2 separate regions of the Rattus norvegicus genome follow, and region 1 is linked to region 2. A link is a contact called in public Hi-C data. All regions are on one chromosome and are shown on one strand. The core of a region is the stretch at or near the end of the contact, and the rest is flanking DNA. Distances in the headings are between cores, read along the strand shown.

What was found. Hi-C and Micro-C count contacts between places; a contact is called where the count stands out from the background.
Region 1: a Hi-C map of Schwann cells shows a contact between it and region 2, with 2.1 times the contacts expected there. The contact joins two enhancer-like sites. A contact is called at or near these places in 2 of 12 Hi-C or Micro-C datasets (Schwann cells and liver).

The regions. Positions count from the first base shown.
Region 1 is chr3:76,927,790-76,933,944 of GRCr8, forward strand. No RefSeq gene overlaps it. Among named protein-coding and RNA genes, the nearest start is that of Itga6, 94 kb to the right of the region's middle. Within about 2 kb of position 4,027, at least 19 of the 93 cell types and tissues checked have an H3K27ac peak or open chromatin away from gene starts, as enhancers often do. A contact at or near this core is called in Schwann cells, where this site is marked.
Region 2 is chr3:76,842,692-76,848,067 of GRCr8, forward strand. The region is part of intron 2 of LOC102555148 (a long non-coding RNA gene); the gene reads left to right. Among named protein-coding and RNA genes, the nearest start is that of Dlx2, 64 kb to the left of the region's middle. Within about 2 kb of position 1,475, at least 2 of the 93 cell types and tissues checked have an H3K27ac peak or open chromatin away from gene starts, as enhancers often do. A contact at or near this core is called in Schwann cells, where this site is marked.

The DNA.
Region 1 (6,155 bases), core at 2,777-5,276, 88 kb after region 2:
CTACGGCAGGATGCCCTGCCCTGCGGAGCGGTTGGAAGTGATAAATACGTTTGTTTTTGCATTTGAACCTTTCCTGGCAGAGGAGGAACCGCATCTGCAGCAACCTGGTCTTGCCACGAGGCCAGCTCCCGCCTTCACTCAGTCTGGACCCCCGGGGACTGATTACACGGACTTGCTGGATCCTAGGACTCCAGGGGCAGGGAGCAGGGGTCCTGAGATGAAGCTCCTTAGCTGCTTATCAACATCAAAGGCTCGTTGATCACGCCACCCCCATGTAATCAAAGCCTCATTTTGGCATTGTGCCCGTGTATTGCCACCCCTGCCTCCCCTGCGTGGGAGGAGGAGCAGGTAAAGACTTTAGGAAGCTGAGCACTCACCAGGTGGAAGCACACATGGAGGAGCGACACAGGCAATAGACACCGCAGAGGCTCCTGTGAACGCCAACCAATAGGTGCAGACCTTTGGCAGGGGCTGGTTGGTCACTGATGAACCAGGGGTTACACGTACGAGGGCACCACTGGCTGCTTTGCAGGGCCGCTCGCTCCAGAGTTGCCAATGTTATTGGTTAGGTAAACCATGGCTCCGTGTGTCAAGGGTGGTGCTTGCCATATGAACGGAGACTTGTTTTTAAGTTAGGCGGCATTGTAGAGTAGTAACAGAGGCGTTTGACTCGTTGACATGTGCTAGTTTCTGAGGATCAAAATAAATAAGGTATTAGAAATCATTTCATTCTTCATTGTCTTGACCTGGGAAGGAAGATCTATTATACTGTGATGGACAACAGGACAATTACAACAGCCCCACCTCGTTCTGTTCAAGTGGGAGTTAAAGAGATCGGGGGTCGGGGAGGGGGGTGGGGGAAGGGTGTGCTAAGGCTCTGCTGCGGCAAGCAGGATATCGCTGCGGTTCAGAGTTCAGTTTGCAGGACTGGCAAGATGGCTCAGCAGCCACAGGTGCTCACCCTGCTAGCCGGAGACAACAGGATTACCCCCAGAGCTCGTGTAAGGGTGGGAGAGAGAACTGACTTCACAGTCCTTCCCTTAGCTCCACACACGTGCGGTAAGCCCACACTCACATGCACACACATCAAATGCGCGCGCGCGCGCACACACACACACACACACACACACACACACACACACACACACACCAAATGCACATGCACACAATACTAATAAAATTTAAAATGTTTTATTTGGGGCGGGGTGGGGAGCAAGCTTTTTGCCTTCCCTAAGCTTAGTTTCTTCGCTTGTAAAAGAAGAAAGCACGAACATGATGGAGTTCATAAGGCAAGGGGGGGTGGGGGTGGGGACTAATGCCTGATGCTGTCAGCTTGGTTGGACTGCGGAGCGTCTGGGAGATTTGTAGCACACACTTCTGCAGTGTTTGTGAGGGCGTTTCCAGAGAGGGCTAACTGAGGGAGAACTGCTCTGAATGAGGATGGTACCATCTGGTAGTCTAGGGCCCCAAGAAAATGAAGAGAAGCCAGTTCTCTCTCTCTCTCTCTCTCTCTCTCTCTCTCTCTCTCTCTCTCTCTCTCTCTCTCTCTCTCTCTGCCTCCTGACCATCACACAGGAGCTACTGTCCTCCTTATGGTAATGCATTGAAACCTTCACAACCATGACCCCATATAAAAACTCCCCACTTGTTTTTCCACAGGTATTTGTCGGAAGAGCCTGTCACACGCAGGTGATTGCCACGAAGGAATATTCAGTAATGTAAAATGTTCTGAGTAAGCAGGCGGGAGTAACTATAGACACGGTGAACAAAGCATGAAAATAAAGGTGTGTGCAAAGTGCTAACTTAACTCAGGGGCAGTTAACATCTTGAGAGAATCAGAGGACTCAAAGAAGAGGCGCTCCTTAGCTAGGCAATGAAGAATGGTTAGGAGCTCTTCAGGGAGAAGGAAAGATGGAGGCAAACATTCTGGAAGGTGCCCATAACTTGTACAAAGGCGGAGAGGAAGATCTCGGTTCAATCTAAGAACCACAGGAGTTGTTTAAAGATAACGTTTTCCAAAAGGATGCGAATTGTGGCTCTGATGGAGTCATAAAGTCTATCAAAGATATCATTCCAATTGCTAACTGCGGTGGTCTGAATGAGAATGGACTCTGCAGGCTCCTATGTTTGAATACTTGGTCCCCAGTTGGTGGACCTGTTTGAAAGGGTGAGGAGCAAGGCCTTGGTGGAGGAGGTGTGTCCCTGGGCTTGGAGATTTCAAAAGATTCACGCCACACCCACTGTGCCTCTGAGCTCTCAGCTGTTCCTTCCAGGAGGCCTTTTTTGCCCAGCTACTATGGACTCTAACTCTCTGAACAATAAGCCCAATTAAACTTTCTTCTTAAGCTGCCTTGGTGGTAGCGTTTTATTACAGCAATAGAATAGTAGCTAACACACTCACTGATCAATAGTAAAACAAGTAAGGTGCCATGAATCTAAGAACATCAATGTAGAAGTGATCAGAAATGCCGAAACGCAGGCCATAGCTCAGTGGCAAAGTCTCCAGTGTCCCCATGGTCCTGGATTTTATTCTTCCTACTTCACACATACGAAAAACAAACAAACAAACAACAAACAAACAAACAACCCACTGAAAACAATGTGCTGATGGGTATAATGGTGGCCAGTATCCTCAGTATCCAAATCATTTGTGTCATGTTCAGTCGTCTACACCTTGTCCCTAACCCGTTAGACTCTGGCCGTTCCTCAGCTGCTCCCCCTAACCCCCCCATACACGACACCTGCAGGAACATTTGCATGCAGGCACCCCACTCAGGCCTCCCCCTTCTCTGACTTGTGCTGGCACAAGATTGACCTCCCCAGAATCCACTTGCCTCCCTTGTCCTGTGTTACTGCTGGGTTTGATGCCCGGAGAGTGGTATGAGAAAGAGGCTAGGACAGCTATTTCTCCAGCCTCACTCTGCTGTGTACAATGGACAACTGCCGTTGCCGGAGCCCACAGCAGTCCCTCCATATCCTGCTTTATAAGAGGGAGAGGTATATCATGGAATCAGCCATGACCCACCAAAATTGCTATGCCGATAACAGAAGGGAACTTTGGTAAGAGGGTCTTTGAAGATGTAATTTGTTAGGATGAGGCTGGGCTTCAGTCTGCCTGACAGCCTTCATGCAGGGAAGGCAAGGGCACAGGCTGGCATGCAGAGAGAACCCCAGATGATTGCTGGGAGCATGCTGTCACAAACCAAGTAGCTACTCCAACTAGGAGAGGGTCTCCTCTAGCATTTTCAGCGGCAGCCTAGTCCTGATGATACCCTGACTTCACACCGTGAACTCCAGAGCTGTGTGTGTGTGTGTGTGTGTGTGTGTGTGTGTGTGTGTGTGTGTATGTATATGTGTACATGTATGTGTTGTGTGTGTATGTGTGTTTGTGTGTGTATGTGTGTATTTGTATGTATAAGTGTGTGGGGGAGAGCATGCTCGCACACCATAGTACATGAGTGGAGGTCAGAGCACAAGTTTAGGTTTTTTTTATTATTATTTTTTTTGTTTTTGATCTTGACTGACACAGAGTCTATATGCCAACCTAGGTGGCCCTTGAATTTCTGCACATTCTCTGGTCTCTGCCTCCCATCCCACTGCAGGATCGCTGGCGTCACAAGCATGCAACTGTGCCTGGCTTTGTATGTGTTCTTGGGGTTTGAACTCAGATCCTCACTCTTGCTCAGCAAGAGTAAAAGACCCACAGAAGCCATCTGTCTGTCCAGCCTTAGCATGTCCTTTGTAGACGGCACTGTGCCCGAGGAAAAGGTGGCAGCAGGAAACATGCACAACTTAATTGGTGTTTTGCCTGTTGGCCAAACGCTTAAATGTCAACAGTTGAGGCACTCAGCAGTCTGGGCGACTTCCTGGGAACACCAGGCCCTCAGGCTTCCGTCTGTGCAGTAGGCTTTCATCCCTGTGGGGTCTTTACACCACACGGGAAGAGCAGAATAGACTGCACTAGACACTCTTGCCCGTGTTGACTCTTATCAGAAGGGCCTGTGTGCTGAGGAGTGTCACAATCCCAACAGCCCTTGCAAGTTGGAAACACAAATATCTCTTTATCCCAACAGCCCTTTCCACTCTCCTTCATGCCAGCGTCTAAACAAAGGTCAGCTTGTGTGCTTTGGCTGGGTTTCCACATTTCTCCCCGCAACGGTACAATGAAAAGATCTCTTCTTAGCCTAAAAGTCTTATTTATTTTCTCCGCTCAAGACGAGACACATCATTGGTTATGACCTGGGGTGATGACGTGACACTTGCACAAGGTTGTGCTAATGGTAGATGTCCAACTCTCTTCATTTCCCAGGCGCCAAAGGCCCGCAGCTGTTCTTGTAACTGTGAGTGGCACTTGCACACTTAACAGCCACTTCAAGACAGGCATGAAGATGAGGATGCTTGTAATTACACATCTTCCGAGACCGAAGCAGGAGGGTCATGAGCTCAAGACAAGTCTGGGCTGCACAGTGAAGTTTGTAATATGTCAGCTCTTATATTAAAAGCTAAAACAAGGGCTAGAGAGATGGTTCGGTGATTAAAAGTACTTGGACCCTGCCAGAGAATCCAAGTTCAATGCCCAGCACCCATGTCGTGTCTCACAATGATCTGTAACACCTTGGACACCGGGCATGTGCATGGTGTGTGGACACACATGCAGGCAAAACACCCAAACATGTACAAATAAACACAGTTAAAACAAAACAAAATCAAACAAAAAGCTTGTCATGGTGGCTGAGTGGGGAAAGGCACTGGCCACCAAGCCTGCCGACCTGAGTAGAATCCTTGGAACTCACAGGATGGAATGAGAGAGAGAGACTCCTACAGATTGTCTTCTGACCTCCATTAGTGAATCATGGCACAGGCAAACACACACGCACACACGCATGCTCTTTGCACAGAATGTTGTACCAAACAGCTAGATTTGTGGTCCTCACAGCAGCTTAATACAGGTCTACAATGCTGAATTTCTTTCACACTGTGACTCGTGAGTAGTAGGAAAAAAAAAAACAGATAAATACTTTTTACCTTAATATTTTTTCATTTTTTGTTTACAGCAGGTGATTTTGCCTTTCCATCTGGGGACCATTTTACAATTATTATCATTTTTTTAAAAAGTCAGAAGTAACAATTACCATTCTTTGAAGGTAGAATCACCAACCTGTAAAGAAGGTAAAAAGGTTCACTCCTCCTCCCCCACATCCCCCATCCCCCAGACAAAATTTTCTGCTCTCTGGAGTCTCTAGTAGTTCCTGGATCAAGTGTCCTGTGCACTTGTAGAGGGAGCAGAGACCCTACCAGGCTTTTCTCATATTTGTCAGTGCTTAGCCTTCTGAGGCAGCCGAGGCAGTGAGCTAATGAGAGGCCATTATCTGAAGCCACGATCCAGCAGCCGTGACCCTTCTGGAGGCTGATAGGTAAACTCTTCCGGGCCTCCTCTAGCTTCTGGCAGGTGCCGGCATTTCTCCAAGCACCTAGTGCTCCAGTCAGTGTCTGTCCACACACAGCCCTATCCTCTGTGTTTCTTTCCGAACTTAGCACTCTTGTTTGAGACGGGGTCTCATTCATCTCAGGCTGGCCTTGAGATGTGGCTATCTAGAGACATAGCTTGATCTTGAGCTTCTGGCTGCCTGACCTCCATCCACCGAGTGCTAGAATTACAGGTGTGTGCCACCGTGCACCCAGGACTTTGTGCAAGTTCTGTAAGCACTCAACCCAAGTCCTATAGTATTCCAGTCTAGGAGACACGAGTCATAAAGTGGGAGTTATCCTAACCTAGGGTGACCTCATCTTAATGTCAATCCAGTGTGTGTGTGTAGACATGTACACACACACACACACACACACACACACACAGAGAGAGAGAGAGAGAGAGAGAGAGAGAGAGAGAGATTCTAAATACATAAATAAATAAGTAAAATATTTGAAAAAATAAAAGTAAAGACTAAAAGATCAAGCCCAGGATCTTATGCAGGTAAAGTACATGTTCTGCCACCAAGCTACACCTCAGCCCTTTATCTGAATGTGATTTCCTCTGTAAAGACTTGTTTTTCAGGTCAGATTCCTGTCACAGCATCAGCAGCTAGAAGGACTCCAACATGCCTTTGGTGATGGGATGGGGATATGGAGGAGGGATGCAGTTCAGTCCAGCAGCACAG
Region 2 (5,376 bases), core at 225-2,724:
TTCCTTTTAGTTCAGTGTGCAGCACTTGGACACCCTGAGGGGGAAGGGAGGGGAGTAGGATGGGAAAACACACTAGGCTGGCCCCAAAGTCACGGAGATCCATCCACCTCTGCAAGATTAAAGCTGTGTGCTATTAAAGCTGTGTTGTTTGTTTGTCTTTGTTTTTTAAGATTTATTTATTATGTATACAGTGTTCTCCCTGCATGTGTGCTGGCACTCCAGAACAGGGAACCAGATCTCATTGTAGATGGTTGTGAGCTACAATGTGGTTGCTGGGACTTGAACCCAGGACCTCTGGATAAGCAGCCAGTGCTTTTAACCTCTGAGCCATCTCTCTAGCCCTTGGCACATTGTTCTTTGAGATATGATTTCTCACTGGCTTGGAACTTGCCAAGGAAGCAAGGCTGGCTGGCTGGCATAATACCCTACATGAACCTGTCTCTGCTCCCAGCCCTGGGATAGCATTACAACCCTGCCTACCCCCCTTACTTTTAGAGACTTATTTACTTATTTATGCTTTATGTGTATGAATATTTTGCCTGCACATTATGTCTGTGTGCCACTTGAATGTCTGGTGCCTATGGAGTCCAGAAGAGGGCATCAGATCCCCAGGGAGCTGGAATTACAGATGATAATGAGACATCACTGAGTGCTGAGAAAACTGAGCCCTCTCTCCGGCCTATCCAGTGTTTTTGTTTCGTTTTGCTTTTTTTGTAAACAAAGGTTTACTTACTTATACACACACACACACACACACACACACACACACACACACACACACACACACACTGGGAATTGAACTTGGGACCTCTGGAAGAGCAGCCAGTGCTCTTTCTCTCCAGCCCTCTTTTTTTTTTTTTTTTTTTTTTTTAAAGTGGGTTCTAGGAAATCGGATGCAGGTCCTCAAACCTAGGTAAGCATCCTTTACTGATTGAATGATCGAGCCATCCCAATAATGTCCTTTGAGGTACAAGTGTTTTTATTTCACTTTTCGTTGATTCTTTGTGCACTGTACACCCTACACTCCAATCCCGCTCATTTCCCTGTCTCTTTGTACCCACCCTCTGCCGTTGCAACCTCCTCCTCAAAAAAAGAAAAACCTAATTGTGGAAGCTATAGTGTGTCACAGTGTGTCACACAGTACACCCTTTTGGCCACACATCTTTACTTGCAAACGTTCATTGCAATGAGTCATCGGTCTGGTTCGAGGCCTCTGACTTCCGCTACGCTATCAATACTGGGTCTTCACAGCAGCTCCTCGAAGACATCCTGTTGTTGCGTGCCCTGGAGATCCTGCAGCTTTGGATCTGCAGGACCGGCCCTTTCGCATACTCCAGCAGTTCATAGGTGGGGTAGATGTTGGGCTGGGCCAACTCAAAGGTCTGGATTTGGGCCCAGTGGTAGCTGAGTTGGTCAGCCCACCCACTCTCCTGCACCCAACCATCAGGGCCAGCTCTCGAGCACTGCCCCTGTTAGCTCACCCAGTGACACAGCCAGCAAGGGGAGAGCCAGCGCTCCTGTTCTCGTGCTCTCAGGGCTGGCTCACCCGGTCCCACAACAGCAGGGCCAGCTCTATTACGCTGCCCATGTGAGGAATGCACAAAAATTAAGTCCACTTTACCTATTTTTAATCTGATTGAATATAATTATATATGTCAGGAGTAAGCAATGTGTCAAGCACCCTTGCTAACTAACCACACAATGTATGGCAAAAATTGTCCAGATCTATATTTCCACTTGGTAATTCTATGTGTTATTAATATTGCTGATGCTTACCTTTCATTGGCCATAGGATGCCACATGGTTTCATATTATTATTGCAAACCTGATTCTCTCTCTCTCTCTCTCTCTCTCTCTCTCTCTCTCTCTCTCTCTCTCTCTCGGCAAGATGCTACTCTGTATTCCAGGCTGGAATCACACTCAAGTTTCTCCTATTTCAGTGTTTTGCACACTGCAATGACAGGCACACCTGGCAGAGGAGTGTCTGGAAATGAAGGAAGCCAGAAAGACTCGGTGAACACCACCAACACTGCCAGCGTCACTGAACTCATATTCGAGAAATACCAACGTTAAGATCTCCAGACCCCAACATATCTGGGTTTTTTAGAATCAGAAGATTGTTTTGCTGTTTTCACACACAGGGAAGGGAGGTAGGAAAATCATGAATGAATGAATGAATGAATATGAGTTCTAGAAGAAGGGATTGGGGTGGGATGGGGGACATAGGAGAGGGTAGGGAGCCGGTGTCCCGAGGAGAAGAAAACCAAACCTGAAACTCTGTTTTTTTTTTTGTTGAGACAGTACCTGCTCGCCTGTCCTTGTTTTTTCTGAAGGGTCTGTGGAAAGGGTTACATGAAAGTCTCACATCTTCAGAGAATTCAGGCTGTGATACCTTGCTATGTTACTCGGCGCCTTTTACATAGAGAATTGCATGAGAGTTCTCAGAGCTTACGAATAGGAAGACACGGATTTCTTTTTTTTTTTTTTTTTTTTTTGGAGCTGGGGACAGAACCCAGGGCCTTGCGCTTCCTAGGTAAGCGCTCTACCACTGAGCTAAATCCCCAGCCCCGAAGACACGGATTTCTGGACACCCTTCTGTGCTTTCTGTGTAATTTTAGAGTGGGAAGTCTGTTTCTAATTTTACTTTTGTTGTAGGAAGCTCAGAGCTGAAGCTGATGACATCTCAGCTCACCCTGTTTCCCTACTAATGCTCTGGTCTTCGAATATTAACAATGTTTCTCATGGGAGCACATGCTTTCAACATTAGCACTTGGGAGGCAGAAGCAGGCAGAGCTCTGTTCAGTCTGCCTGGTCTACAGAATCAATTCCAGGATAGTTTAGGACTACATGGAGAGACCCTGTCTCAAAACATACAAGCAAACAAATGAACCAATCAACCAAACAAAAAACAGACATTTCTTTCTTGATTATTTCTGTCTTAGGCTATTTTTTACTCTGAAGTTGTCTTTCGAAGGACGACAGACAGCTAGTATATAAATTACAAAAAATGACATCTTTAACTTTTTTTTTTGAGACAGAGAATCACTACGTAGCCCTATATGACCTGGCCTGGCCCCTGGGGTTGATACTGGGATTTAAGGTATGTACTGCCACATCTGGGTCTTTTTTAATAGATACAATATTTAGGGAAACATGTCTAATTTTCAAATACAACAGATCATTCTTCTGTGTTTCTATACCAAAGCTACATTAATACATTTGAGGCAGAAAAATTGGTTGAATGTGAATAAAGCTTTGGGGGGAAATGGACAAAAGCACTTTTCTTGTTGTTAATTTATTTTTTGAGACAGTCTCTCTACATAGCCCTGGAACTGTCCTGGAACTGACTCTGTAGATTAAGCTGGTCTCAAACTCATAGAGACCTGCCTGCCTCTGCCTCCAGATAGCTGGGCTTAAAGGCGTGCCCCATGCTGCTCCCCTTGGCTAGACAAAGGTACTTTTCATTATTAGATGCTCTGGGATTACACATCACTCAGAATCCACACTTCGGTGCACACAGGATAATCATATCATAATAAGCTTCAAAATGTGCCCATTGTTAGATTTAAAGGTGACATTCTGGGTAAACGCTCTCAGAAAACAATACTGGATGTGGCAAAGATGTGTAGTAACACAGTAGCTGATGCTTTCGAAGTCACTGGCTAGTGACTCGAGGACATCGTGTCACATGGGAACAAGCATCATTGATACCCCATTTAAAGGGTGAGAAAACTGAGGCTCAAAGAAGTTAGTCACAATTCACTCCTCCTGTGCTCGAAGCTTCCTGTTCCAGGAGATCCCTCAGTCTTGTGCAAGTCCGATGGTGGTCACCCTGTTCCTGCCATGATGACACTGCCATCTCGTGCCCCTCCTCCCTCACTTTTTCTGAGCCCAAATACGGTCATTCTCTCTGTAATGACCTTCCCAGCTTGGAGAGGTGAGGACGGAACAATACTCACTAATATTTGTTCCAGGGCCAATGCGTAAATAAAAAGGATTGATTGGCTTTTCTGCTTTGTATCTATTGATCCTTTGCTTGGAAAAACAAGGATAATTTTAAGTCCAATAAACAGTATGGGGATTTATGTCTTGATTTTGCTCTGACTGTCCTTGTGACCTTGAAAATGCTCAATTTTCTGATCTATAGGAGATCTATGGGTATTGCTGAACATTTCCTCAATATTCTTGGTCATAATGTCTTTCTCTAGGGTGTGTTGGAGGATTGCCAACCAGGCTTTCATTGTCTCTTAGGAAGGGTTTCGTTCAAAGTTGGCTTGGATTTTGCTTAATATAACTTTATAAAATAGAATCCATCAAAATAACCTATTTCTCCTTATCATTGATGTTTGATCTGGTCCATTTGCTAAGTCTTGGCCCTTGTTTTAAATTATGCATCATCTCTTTTTTTATTACGTAGTTTGACTGATATAGCAAATTTTATTCAAAATGCACACACACAATGTATCAAATTCTATTGATTTATTAGAATATTTTCAGTGTAACAACATTATAACATTACAAAACCTTTCTTAAACTTGATGAATTATATATTTCTCCATGCATTTGTACAGATATCAGTAAAGGGAGAACTGTCTTGATGCCTTGACCTAATCAGGTGAGCCCTTTAAAAGCAGAATCTTCCAAGGAGATTTGAAACAAAAGAAAAAAATTGCCAAGTCATTTGTGGCTTTGAGGTGGGGACTATGATGCAAGGGGTGTGATTGGTCTCTAGGAGCTAAGGCAGTGCCAGCTGATAGAGAGGGTGGGAGACCTTGATTCCAGATGCAGGGCAGTAAACTCTACCAAAGATTAGGGAATTGGGGGGGAAGACCTGGCTGTGTGCCTAGACTTAAGTGAACCAACAGGTTCACACAGCAACAAGAAAACTGATTCCCAGCTCTTTCTCATTTGAAAGTACTGTCTGAAGGGCTGGGGAGATGGCTCAGAGGTTAAAATGCTTGCCATGCAAGCAAGCAGGAGCACTGGAGGGTGGCTCCTTAGAACCTCAGAACAGGCTAGCTAGGTAGACTGGCTGTATTGGTGAGCTCTGGGTTTGATCTAGAGGGCCTACCTCAGAAAGAGAGAGGTGGAAAATGATCAAAGGAGATTCCTGACATCAACCTCCAGCCCCAGATTCACAAACATGCATGTGCACCCATGTGTCCCCCCCCATGAACACACACACACACACACACACACACACATACACACCACAGAAACACACACACAAAAGGCAAGCACACTTGGATATACATTATGCATGCATACAGATGAAAAGAAGAAAAAAGGAAATAAAAAAAGAAGAAAGGGAGAATAAAATAGAGAAAGAAAGAGAATGAAAGACACAGAATGTAGAATTTTCCAATGGATTGTATT